2 separate regions of the Mus musculus genome follow, and region 2 is linked to region 1. Evidence: chromatin contacts called from public Hi-C data. All regions are on one chromosome and are shown on one strand. The core of a region is the stretch at or near the end of the contact, and the rest is flanking DNA. Distances in the headings are between cores, read along the strand shown. Region 1 has its middle 200 kb from the start of 1700012I11Rik. Region 2 overlaps St3gal1 (ST3 beta-galactoside alpha-2,3-sialyltransferase 1).

Evidence for each region. A called contact is a pair of places that touch in the nucleus more often than the background predicts.
Region 2: a contact with region 1 is called in a Hi-C map of liver, with 2.7 times the contacts expected there. The contact joins two enhancer-like sites. A contact is called at or near these places in 1 of 15 datasets of contacts at CTCF or cohesin (the NIH/3T3 cell line), 5 of 484 Hi-C or Micro-C datasets (B cells, CD4 T cells, CD8 central memory T cells and 2 more) and 5 of 115 datasets of contacts at active chromatin or transcription factors (the NIH/3T3 cell line, extraembryonic endoderm stem cells, hepatocytes and 2 more).

Annotation. Positions count from the first base shown.
Region 1 is chr15:67,420,970-67,427,084 of GRCm38.p6, reverse strand. No RefSeq gene overlaps it. Among named protein-coding and RNA genes, the nearest start is that of 1700012I11Rik, 200 kb to the right of the region's middle. Within about 2 kb of position 2,999, at least 14 of the 459 cell types and tissues checked have an H3K27ac peak or open chromatin away from gene starts, as enhancers often do. A contact at or near this core is called in hepatocytes and liver, where this site is marked.
Region 2 is chr15:67,144,313-67,150,427 of GRCm38.p6, reverse strand. The region is part of intron 2 of St3gal1 (ST3 beta-galactoside alpha-2,3-sialyltransferase 1); the gene reads left to right. Among named protein-coding and RNA genes, the nearest start is that of Gm31400, 23 kb to the left of the region's middle. Within about 2 kb of position 3,882, at least 170 of the 459 cell types and tissues checked have an H3K27ac peak or open chromatin away from gene starts, as enhancers often do. A contact at or near this core is called in hepatocytes and liver, where this site is marked.

The sequences.
Region 1 (6,115 bases), core at 1,750-4,249:
ATGGCTTCAGAGCTTGGCCCGGCCTCTGCACTTCTTACTGCCTACTATGATGGTCATGGAGAAACAGCCACATGGTCTCAGATCCAGATAAGCTCTCCTCATGCCTAGTTAACTCCTCCCAAGCTCGTCAGCTCTCCAGTGCTACAACACACAACTGAGATCATCATATTAGAGAAAGGTTATTTGTCTGATATTTCAGAGGTATCTGTCCATGATCACTTAGTTGGCCTTGGTGCCCCTAGGGCCTGTGGCAGGGTAGCACATCATGTTAGGGAGTGAGCTATGAATCAAAACCACTCACCTCATAAACAAAAGAAAAGCAATGTTCTGGGGTACCTTACTCCCCTTGAGGGTACCCCTCCAAAGACCTAGTCATTCAACTAAAACTCATCTTAGAAGTTCTACAACTTTCCAATAGTAACATTCTCACAAACAAGCTTTTAAGCCAATCACTGTTGGGGATTTAACACCAAAAGATACCTTTTCAAAATTGTTTCATGATTCTTTAAACTGTCTCTATGCACCAGGCTGGACTCCCCCAATCTCTGCACTATCACACTATTGTAGCGATCAGGTACTTCTCAGGGGTTACATACTTCTTCACTAGCCCTGATAAAGCCCACTGGAGTGCCAAGCTATGACTCCAAAGATTTTCCCAAGGACCTTTGAGCTACAGATCCAATGAAGCTAAATGGCTTTCCTTGTTTCCTCCATAAACTCAGTCAGCATCCTTATCCTGCAGAATCAGCTAGGACCTGACTCCCAGAAGCCAATTACCTCTTTACTCCATCCCAGGTAACGTTCCCAGGTAGTACCTGCCTTTTGTCTTTTAATTATATGTTTAAAACCAACATCTCACAGGATTAAAGTAACCTGAGAGGGAAAGGAATTAAAGAAATGTTGGCCAAAATATTGTTATCGGTATTTAAGGTGTTTCCTGGAGTAGATGGTGACAGCATGGGAGATGGAACATTCAAAAGATATTTAGAGAGCTATGTGGTCCATAGGAAAGACCCTCCCCCCAAACTTCTTCCAAAATGTATGAGATAGGCTGTACAGAGAATGGTGAATATGCAAGTGGCAACTGGCTTTGCAGAGTGCTCCAACCATCTCTCACTGAGATTACTGGGATAAGATCAAGACAGTTTCTAGTTCTGACTCAATTCCTTGGGATGCTGTGTGATCCCATGTCACTCCTGTCAAAACCAGCATGCTACCTACCTGGTTTTGTAAATAAAGTTTTCTAGGAACACAAACAGGTTGTTTCCCTGTGTATTATTTCTATCTGCATTCACACCACAGGGCAAGGTCGAATGCTTGGGACAGAGACCTGGTAGCCAGCAAGGCTGGATTGTGCTCTCTTGGGTCCTTGAAAGTTTTCCAGCATAGCTTTAATTCAGTTTTTTTTTCCAGGAAGGCGCTTGAATCTACTAGTTTTCAGAGAGAAAATTGAGTTGAGTGCTGGAACCGTGAAGAGTAAGGATTCCCCAGAAAGCGATTGAATTTTTTTTTCCAAGAGAACCTGAGACGGGTGATTATTCTTGTTCTCTCTAATTTAATTCTCTTCCCCATTTATTATTATTAAATCCTGAGCTAGCAGATCAGCCTCGTTCTGGCAGACGTTTGCATAGATATGCCACGGAGCTAAATTTCTATTCCCTGGAGATTAGACATATACATGTTGTACTGATTAAAATAATATTTTTTAAAAAATGAGAAATGTTTAACTCTACAGGGAAGAGGGAGACAAAGGCTATAAGTCTGAAGGCCAGGTATAAAGAAAGACTTTCTTTGCTGGTCCCCATGGTTTGAGGGTGCCTTGAAGAAAGGAGTTCATAGAGGTAACACCAGTAACAGGTTAGCAATGCTGAGTGCATAATAGTAGGTCCTGTGGGTTGAACTGTGTCAGCTAACAAGTCATATTTACACATATCTGTGAATAAGATGTATTTGAAAATAGTGGCTTAGAAAGTGTAATCATTAGGATTTGATTATCATGGGTTCCACATGAGTCTTAAGAGAGTGACTTTTGGCATTGTTTTTAGCAAATGATGGAAATTTGAACAAAGATATGTAAAAAAAGATAATTCCATTGGATGAGACAGGCATACTTGAAGGACAGCCTTGTGAAGACATATGCATATACTAGGATTTTTCAGTGTTCAAGAAGAACTGATTCTAGAAAACTCCCATGAAGAGCAAAGTCTCTAGGTATTCAAGCTCTTTTTACATAACTGTGTGAAGTTTGCATATAACCAACAGATAGCCTTCTGTACACTTTAATCATTGCTAGATTCCAAACGTCATCTATTACAATGCAATGTAGATGGATAGTTGTACCAGATTGCTTAAAGACGATGACAAGAAGACAAAAGAGGCAAGAAAAGCGAAAAGAAATGAATCAAAGCATCAACCCAAAGCAATCCAAAGCCAAGTACGTAGATAAGTGATTATGATAAACAGAGGCAAAGAAAAATTAATTAAAGAAGTTGAAGACCCCAGAAAGAGAAAACACCTTCACCATGTGGGATATGTTGAAGAATAGAAACAAGGCTAAGTGTTTTCCATCTAATAGTAAAGCCCATACAAAGCCCTCCCCTAAGACCAGGGTCTATAGAGCACCCAGATCTCCTTCAATCTCTTCTCATTAACATGTAAGGACTTCCTATAGACCAGTACCAGCTTTCCAAAGGGAGTGTGGTCATTTCTCTAGGGCTACTTAAGGATCTTTCAGTTCCTTTCCTAACCACTACTCCTGCCCAAACTGTGATATCTAGATATACCATATTTCCTGATACAGTGTTTAGATGGCTCTGCTGCATGCTCAGAAGGAGGGGAACACTTACTTTCCCTTCACATGAATGAGTATTGCATCACCACCCTAGCCCCACGTGGAGATTCATGGATTAAATTTTAATCCTACTTTCTGTGTCACGCTGGTCACTGCACTTTTGTATTACAGCAGGCTTATTTATGTGATGGGGAAATGCTACTGACCTGACAGGAACTAGGTCATGGCATACACAAGGACACCACAGGATTGCTTAAAGTAAACAATTCTGACCAGGTTGATGTCGGTATATATGTGGGGAGTTTGTGGGAGGAGGGTGGCCTTACCACAGGTCTAAGAGAACTGTGAGAAGAACAGGGTTATCTCCTTCATTGGAAAAACAATGCTGTGGCCAAATTTTCTTTCCAAAATCACTCAGCCAATGAGAGACACATCCATGATTTAAACCCAGACTGCAGCTAGTGTGACGCCTTGATCATCATGTACTATGAGCTTGCTCATAGCCAGACATCCAAAGAGATCACCCAAATCAAGCCATGGCTATCACATTCCTAACTTGAACTTGGAAGAGAAAAAGCCAGGGACCACAGATAACTGGGCTGAGTTGCACTAGAATAATGTTCTTGAATCTTGATGGCAAGGGCTCATAACTCTGCCTGATTCCTCGAAAATCCTTCATTCTTCTCTACTGGCTGTACAGGGAATGGCATGTCCTAGCCAATGCAAAACATGGATAGAAGACAATGGCAAAAAAAGAGAAAAAATCCAGGGACCCCTTCACATCATTTCGTTTTCCTCTGGTATCTTCAGCAATTGTTTGGTCTCAGCCACTAGCTTCAGTTCAGTTCAAAAATAAGCATCCCACCTCATTGTTCCTAATTCTAGTTCTGGCTTTTAGTACTGAGCCCTCTTCTTAATTTGAGCATTACTCATCACATCTTCCATGCATCCTTGGCCATTGTAAGCTTTTTGCTATTGTTGTCCTGGAATGTTTGTAACCACTGTTTGAATTCTCATCATTTCCCAGGTTAGAGAGTAACTTCTCTATATTCAATGTGTTATGTTTGGAAGTCTAAAATGACATTGTTTTACCCTACTATAATTTGACTGATAAAATCCCAAAGGCCCCATCCTATGTCTATGGGTCTATGGTATTCCTGAATATTTTTTTAAGACTGTTCTAGTATCCTTTCAGTAAATCCCACCTAACATCTGTTAATGTACATCAACACATGTGTGTGTGCATGCACGTACACACACTTTCATTTTTAAGTTAAATAAAACTGATTTCATATTTTTCTTGACCAACCAAACTTTGACTTCTTCTGCACATGATACATGTCTATAAGCTATAAAGTAAGCATGCCCCTATCCCAGGAGATGCTCACTGTGTGTTTGAAAAGGATTAAATTGAACTCATTCAGCCCCAGCTGATATATACACATGCACACACATTGCAGAAGTAGAGCATTCATTTGTCCTTCATCCTCCCCATTACAAAACAATTGCTCTTCTCGATTTCAGCCTGGTTTTTCTTGCCTCAAGGTCTCAGGCGTGGCTGTCAAAGACTGAAGAAATGTTAGACGTGCTAAGTTGCTGCCTCCTAGTCAGAGAGAAACGGCATGCCACTTCCAGAGAGATGAAATGGAGACAAATAGTCGGATTCATAATTAAAAAGAACCTTTGGACCAGATCCAAAAGGTAATGAGAGACTACCCAGGGATTATTGAAAGGGAGGAAATTCCTAAAGACTGACATGGATGCTGGAATATTGGCCTCTGTCTATACAGAATATCTTGCAGGGGGAGCTCCTTGTCCAGGGGTAGGGCATATAGCATAGCATTGAATCTCCAAGTCGAAGAATGCCCTTACCTACACGGAGGAGGAAAAGAAGAAATGCGACCCCCTTTTCAGAGTTTGGAGGCCTGACTTCAATTTAGAGGGTTCAGGACCTAAGGGTGGAAGGGGCTTCTGAGGCAAAGAGCTGAATGGGAAGACAGAGGCCAGAGAACCAGAAGCCAACCCCACATCATCAGCCAACAACTCGAAAATGCATGTCTTCCTCTCTACGCCACCAGAGGGTCTGGTGTTATTAAGTGACTGAAATTTGCCATAATGAGACATGATTAGGATAATCCAGCCTCTTCTTTCCAAACCTTTTGAGCTGTATTCATCTTGGAGCCTTTAAAGAGAATTATTTTGATCAAATTACATTCCTTTCAGCCATGCCGTAAAAATGAAAGTTATGGAGGGAGGAAGGGAATGAGTGTGGGACTACGATGCATTGGATGATGATGTCGGGTAAGGGTGGGGGAAGGTACAGCCTCAGTCCATCTCTCCATACACATCTCCTATCATTATTTAAACAGATTTCCTAGGCATTATGACCCCATCTCGCTAGATAACTGGAATTCAGAGAGGTAAAATAATTGGTGTAAAACCACACAAGCAACCATCCCGGAGGAACACCAAGGTTAAGGTTACAATATAGTTCCTGCCTTTGTAGAAGCCAGATTGTCTTTGCTAAAGGAAGGAGAGGTGAACAAGTTCATACTCACATTCAATACTCTCATTAGTTAGTTTACTATTGTGACAAAATCAACATCAGGAAGCAAGGCTTTAATTCTGTTTACAGTTTGAGACTCCTGTCCATCATATTGGGGAGGTTGTGACAGCAGGACTATGAGGCAGATGTTCCCACTCTATTCCAGGTCAGAAGGCAAAGAGATACAAATGTTCATCTTACTTTCTCCTTTGTATTCAGTTTGGAATGACAACCCATATACTGGTGTCACCCACAAAAAGGGGTAGGCATTCTCATGTAAATTAACCCAATCTAAACCTTCACGTATAAACCCAGAGGTTTGTTTGATAGGTAAGTCTAGACTCTTTCAGGTTGGCAATCAAAATGGTTTCTTTTCTTTGAGCATTATAATGCAGATGCTAATCTTAAAATATAACCATGTCCCATCTTTTCTCTCTGCCCTGGTAAAGGAGCAGAATCAGTGAAAGGCATGGCTGTCATCACCAGAAAGGTGGCAAAGATCTGTCATGCCCAGGAGACGACCTTCCAAATTCCAAATTCCACATACAGCCACTTTAACTAGCTAGTCCACATATTGATGATTTTCTGTTAGTAAATGACAGTTCCTTTGTAAACATCCAAGATGACAAAAAGCTACCAAAACTCCCACTGGGACTTTACATTTATTTTGCCCTTTCAGGGAAAAGTTCACCGTTCACAGGTTGTCAGTTTCCAAGAGCTTGCCAAGCCCCGTAAAAACACTTCTAGTAAATTCCCAGCTGTTCCATAGATGTGTCTGT
Region 2 (6,115 bases), core at 2,633-5,132, 280 kb after region 1:
TAGTCACCAAGGAGTGGAACTGTTTGAGAAGGAGTAGAAGAATTAGAAGGTGTGACCTTGTTGAAAGACATATGTTGCTGGGGGGTGGTCTTTAAGGGTTCAAAAGCCTCTCTCTCTCTCTCTCTCTCTCTCTCTCTCTCTCTCTCTCTCTGCATGTTGCCTTCAGATCAGGCTGTATAGCTCTTGGCTACTGCTCCAGCACTATGCCTATCTGCTTCTTGCCATGATGATCATGAACTAATGCTTAAAAACTCTGATTAAGCCCTCAATTAGATGCTTTTCTTTCATAGGTAGGAGTTGCCTTGGTCATGGTGTTTGTTCGTAGCAGTAGAACAGTATCGAAGACACTGACCTAGAGATTCCACTTCGAGGCTGCATCCCAAGGACCAACTGAACTACAGAAGGGCTGAGCTGAGTGTGGGTGGAGCCTGTGGGAGTACCTTCAAAGGCTTGGCTAGAGCTCATTTCTTAGAGCACATGGCCAGTCACTGTGGGAACTAGCTACCTACAAGCCAGGTGCACTCCACTTATCAAGAGCTTGCATTTTGTTTTAAATGAGTGGCTTTGTATAATGTTTCCGTAGCAACAACTCCAAACCAATTGAGCCTTTTATGGAACAGGGGCACAGGGTGGTTTAGTAACCCACAGACAAGTGGTTCTGAGATGGTCTTTAGAAGTTGTGGCGTGCTTCCAGAGCCTCACCCACCAGCTCTATTGCCTTTTCAGGATCCCTGCTCCTAATTTTTTATAGCTTCTAATGCCTGAAAAAATAGCCTGAATGGCCAAGTTCAGGAACAGGTTTAAATGGGGTGCAACTTAGAATGGAATCATTCATAATGGGTGCGTGTAGAGTTTTCCCTAGAGCACTGGAATGTTCCAGGTATTAGGTGCTAAGGGGAAAGTCTCGCTTGTGGATAGAAAACAGTGAATACTGGGGGCTGGTGATGTAGAGTTCTCTCTCGGGCTTGTATACCTTCAGCTGTGCTTGTTACAGCAGGCTCATTTATCCACATTCATGAGCACCTGTTCCATTGTTCCAATCCTGAGACAACAGTGGCTTTTAAAGGTCAGGACCAGGAGTGTTCCTGCACGTGTGACTGCTCACTATCCAGCTTGTCGTGGGCTCTCTGCTATTACCTGCTTCTTCACTGTTGTACCGGATGTAATGCGCATCAGCCTCCCTTGGATCCAACACGTCACTTCAATGGACAATGGATATTTTCTGTCAACCACGGCAGCCAGTCCCAGTGTCACAGGGTGAGGGAGCATAACCACGGGCATGGAAATTTTGCAGGTGCTTTTAGAAGCCAACCCTACACAGAGTTCTTCACTGTTCACGGATGGCCAGCTTTTGGTCTGGCCACACCCAGCTGGTTGGAGGTATTCAGGCATTTACGAGTTCTGCAGATAATCTTGGTTTCAGGAGTAGTTTCTATCTGTATCCTTCCTCCTTCTAATGTTCATGCCTATGATTGCCCTGGTATAGAGTCTGAGTTCTGTGAGAGGAAGGAAAATCCTCAAAGTCTCCTCAGACTTCTCAGTCTCAGCTCTCCCAGTCTCACCCCTCCTGTGAGGCACAAAGCAGTCCATCTTCAGAACAGTGATTGTTACTGTGGCACAGCAAATCACGGTTCTGCTACTCACTGAGATATCCTGACCTCAGTTTCCTTACCTGTGAAATGGACAGAATAGCTAATGATACCGTAAATTAGTTGATATACAGAAACTTACTCAGAGTCCTTCTAGATGGATCTCACTCTGACGGACTGTATGAAACAGAAGAGTCACCAGTACGTATTGATCCAAGCTCAACTCTTGCTCCAGAGGGAAGGAAAGTTTATTCTGAGCCAAATACAAGTGACCGTGGATCAGGAACACAGACTTGGGTTGCCCCAAATGAAGTATTTTTCCTGTTTACTGCTAACATGGACTCTATAGTCACAGAACAAAAGAATGTCATAGAAAAATGCATATACTCAAAACTTCAGTGGGGACATCAGGTGGGCAGGTTCCAGCAAAGGGGGCAGGCTATCCCTGCTGTAGATTTCAGAGGCACTCTGATGACGTGCTTAGCTTTTAACTTGGTGAAAGCTGGTCGTGTGTTAATACACACTCAGGGTCTCACTTGAAGTTAGAATAATGTTAGGTCAGAGACAGGGATAGTTGATTATTAGTTATTAAGAAGACTTAAAAATAATCTGTAATGATTGTTTATGAGTCAGGGTCTTATATAGGCAAGCTGGCCTTGAACTTGCTATGTAGCTAAGGATAACCTTGAACTTCTGTTCTTCCTGCCTCTACTTCCCCAGTGCTGAGGTTACAGGTGGACAACACCATGCACCACTTCTACAGTGCTAGGGATTGAAGCCAGCATAGGCTAAGAAAGCACCCTACCAACTGAGCTACACCCCCAGCCTGGGGCTGTAATGTTTTCTCTCTGTCTACAACAGTTCAGCTACCCACAATTACTGAGCACTAGTCAATCTGCTAAATCTTCAACATAGGTGTGGCGTGTGTGTGTGTGTGTGTGTGTGTGTGTGTGTGTGTGTGTCTGTGTGTGTGTGTGTGTGTGTGTGTGTGTGTGTGTACTTGAGTTCACAACAAAAGGGTGGCTGTAGGGAAGGATAGAGATATGATGTCATAGCTCTTATGGCCACTCCAAAGGAAAGCCTGCTGTGCCTCAGGGACTTCATGCCCCTGTGGTTTGCGTATGTTCTTCCTTGCTGGAACAGCTCATTCTTTGCCTCATCATGAGTCAATTGTCATCTCTTCTTCAAAACTCATGCATGCACATGTCCTGTCTTCTGGGAATCACCCCTTTCCATATCCATTTTTACCCCAGTCTTCAACCAGGCTGTCTCCTTTGACATCTCCTACCCAACCTCCCCACTGCGTGTTATTGTCACCCTGGCCAGTCCTAAATAGCCCTGTGCTATTTAAAGAAGCAGGGCTGGTATTTCCTCTTTCCTTTGTGAGCCCCTGCCTGCACTGAGTGCAGTTTTTCCTTTCCAGCACCAAGGAAGGTGATGGACCAGGCAAGTCTAGGCATTCCCAATGCACTAGAAAATGTACTCCAATGCCAGGCTGTTCCCCACTGCTCTCAGAATCACAGGCTGGCCCACCGGCTCCATCAATAAACACAAAACTCAGAGTGCAGCTAGCTGAGTGGGTGGGGGTCAGGCAGGACTCCTGGGAATCTGTCTTTCCTCTTCAGCCTCCTCAGGTCCCTGCCACCCTGGACACCACCTCAGATCTAGTTTTAAGCCAATGGAAACCAAAGATCCTCTATCTGTGGCCTTGAGGTGTTTTGACTTTGGGAACTTTTCCTCTTTCTCGATACTGGCCCAAATAGCTACTACTTACATTCCTACATGCTTCCACTTTACTAAGCAAGCACACCCAAATAGTTTTCAGCCCTTTCTGAAATCAATGGCTGGGTGAGGAGGAGGAAGGGGAAGGGGAGGGTAACAGAGCCAGCCTGCCTGAGATCCATTTGGCAAGCCTTTGTGTTACATCCCACAGCTCGTCCAAGAGGCTGTTCGGGGAAGACACGTCACTATGTTGCTCAATGGTTTTTGTGTAAACACTTTTTCTAAGCACTGAAATTACCCTCTGTGCTGAGAGTAATGGCGATCGGGAAAAAAAGCAGGAAAAGGACCTTTAAGTTAAGGCTGGTGACGCAAACTTGCTTTTGCTTTTTGTCCTTTAGAACAGAATCACCCTCCTGCACTTAGCAGTCTCTGCAGATGGGCAGTGTACTCAATAGGGCCTCTACGGGTCAGACTCTGTCTCTCCCCATCCCCCTTCAATCCTATGCTTGAGTCAAGGAGAGTCACTCTAAAAGTGTTCCTGGAATCACCTTGAAAAATCATTGCACTGCATGGTGGTTGTGTAATATTCTAGCAAACAACAGTAGAACTTGGAAGTTTCCATCCCTCTATTGCTGCGTACTTGTGTGTCATGCACATCAATACATATGATCACGCTGGTTACTGTTACCAGCCCTGTGATGTTGTGAGCATTTTCCTTCGTTTGTACTATGTCCCGGGGATGCATTCCCAGGACCAGTGGAACTGCTTTCAGAATTTCTCCCACCTGTTTGCAATTGTGACCTTGCTGGGGAAGGAAGCCAGGAAGATTGGGAACAGAAGCTGGAAGATGATCACAAGAGGCTGGGAGAGGGACAGGGAAGAAAAACCCAAGAAGATCCCACAGCACTGTGAGATCGTGTAACAGGCAAGTGGATCTTTTTTCTTCGGGGCTCAGTATCCAGGTCATGGAGGAACAGGAGCAAGGAGATGTCAAACAAAGAAGAGGCAGGGCATGGAGTCAAGGGAGTTTGTTTCTGATAGAACGAGAACCTGTTCTCCAATCTTGCATTCCTCAGGGGCTAGCATGTGGGTGGGACAGGATGTTTGCTAGCAGTTAATGAGCTACACTGGACTGTGACCCACTTCGGGTCATCTTGGGTTGTTGATAATCTACAGGATTATTGCAACAAGCGTGGCTCGTGGGTGCTTGCTCCAAATGTCTGCCGAGCCTGCGGGTCATTTGTACCTGGTGGTGGTACTTCAGGGCTCCAAGAAATTGAGAATGCCTATGGGCCATGAGAGGTGGAATGCCCACATCCCTTTTGAATTCAGGGGCTTCCAAGATTCCAGCATCTGGTGGAATCCAAATAGCTTTGGCTCTTCTAAATGTCCTGAAGTCCAGAAGAACTTCCTAGCATAAGCCACACTTCATCAGCTACCCATGACTTAGATGTGAGAATGAGCCAGGGAAGGGAGGGTCATACACACACACACACACACACACACACACACACACACAGAGAGAGAGAGAGAGTGCCCCAGGGATGGGTTTGCATGTGGCAGGAAAGGCATCTTCGGGGAAATTCCTCACCCAGCTGCAATGTACACACCCAGCTGCTGAAGTTTTTCCTATGCCTCACTTCCTTTTTCTATAAACTGACATAACAAGACCTACATGAAGGATGATTTTAAGAGTTAACAAGTTAATAGAATAAAACTCCAAGGGGCAAGTAGATCAGAAAGGCTACAGAACATGCATGTGTGCATGTATTTCTATACACATATTCACCTTGTATGCATGCATAGATGTGCATGTACTTACTTCATTCATGTGATGCATATATGTATGTCCACAAAAGCACTGGGTCATATGCACTGCATTTTACCATTGTGTTATGTGTATCATATGCATTTATAAATACATTAAATGTCCTGTGCACATACTAAAGCCATTTTAAACAAACCCCACTGGTCACTCCAGCAATTCACTTGCTTCTTATTTCTGAGACTTAGAGTATTTAGTAACCAGTTCCTCCTGCCTCTGTACCCAGATTGAGAGACACAGGGGGACAGAACCACCAGTATGTTCCGAGGTACAAAATGTACAGAATGTAATTGCAAAGGTGGGGTACACATGAGTGACCAGCTGCTAAGAGCCACCTGCTCTCCTCTGATTTCCTGAAGTCCCTCTTTAGGCTGGTGACAGCTGTGAGTTTGTCTCCTGCATTGTGCTGCTGTTTCTGCAGCACCAGGATACCTAGAAATCAACTCAGGAAACCCCAGGTCCAGCCCAGAGCCCACGGAGTCTCAGCTAGGAACATTTTCCCTCAGGACTCTCTGCCTGAATGCCCAGAGTGTGAGCTGAACCAAGGTGCAAGTGTCTCTACCCATGAGACTCTTTAGGACCTGACACCAATCTGGCCTTCCTGTTCAGACATAGCTGCACCTTGGGAGGAGGAAGGGAGTTCCCCAGACACCATTGCAGAGATCCTGAAGTGACAGTTGCCTGAAGACATACTATGAATGCCTGTGCTGGAGTGCCTGCCCCCTATATTTATTCAAAAATTCAGCTAACAGTAGGCAGTTCTGACTTTTATAAACCCCAACATAATTCTGGTGCAGCTCCACACTCTCAGCCCCTAGGGCCCTTCCCAAGGACAGTCCCCTCAGGGACTTTTGTTTCCTTGTCCCCAGATGCATCTCTGTCTCCATCATGAGAACCGGTTATGTTCTATCTAACCAGCTGCTATCTGCCTGTCAGATTCCCCCTGTAGATGCTAGATCCTACAAGTTCTGTCTCAGAA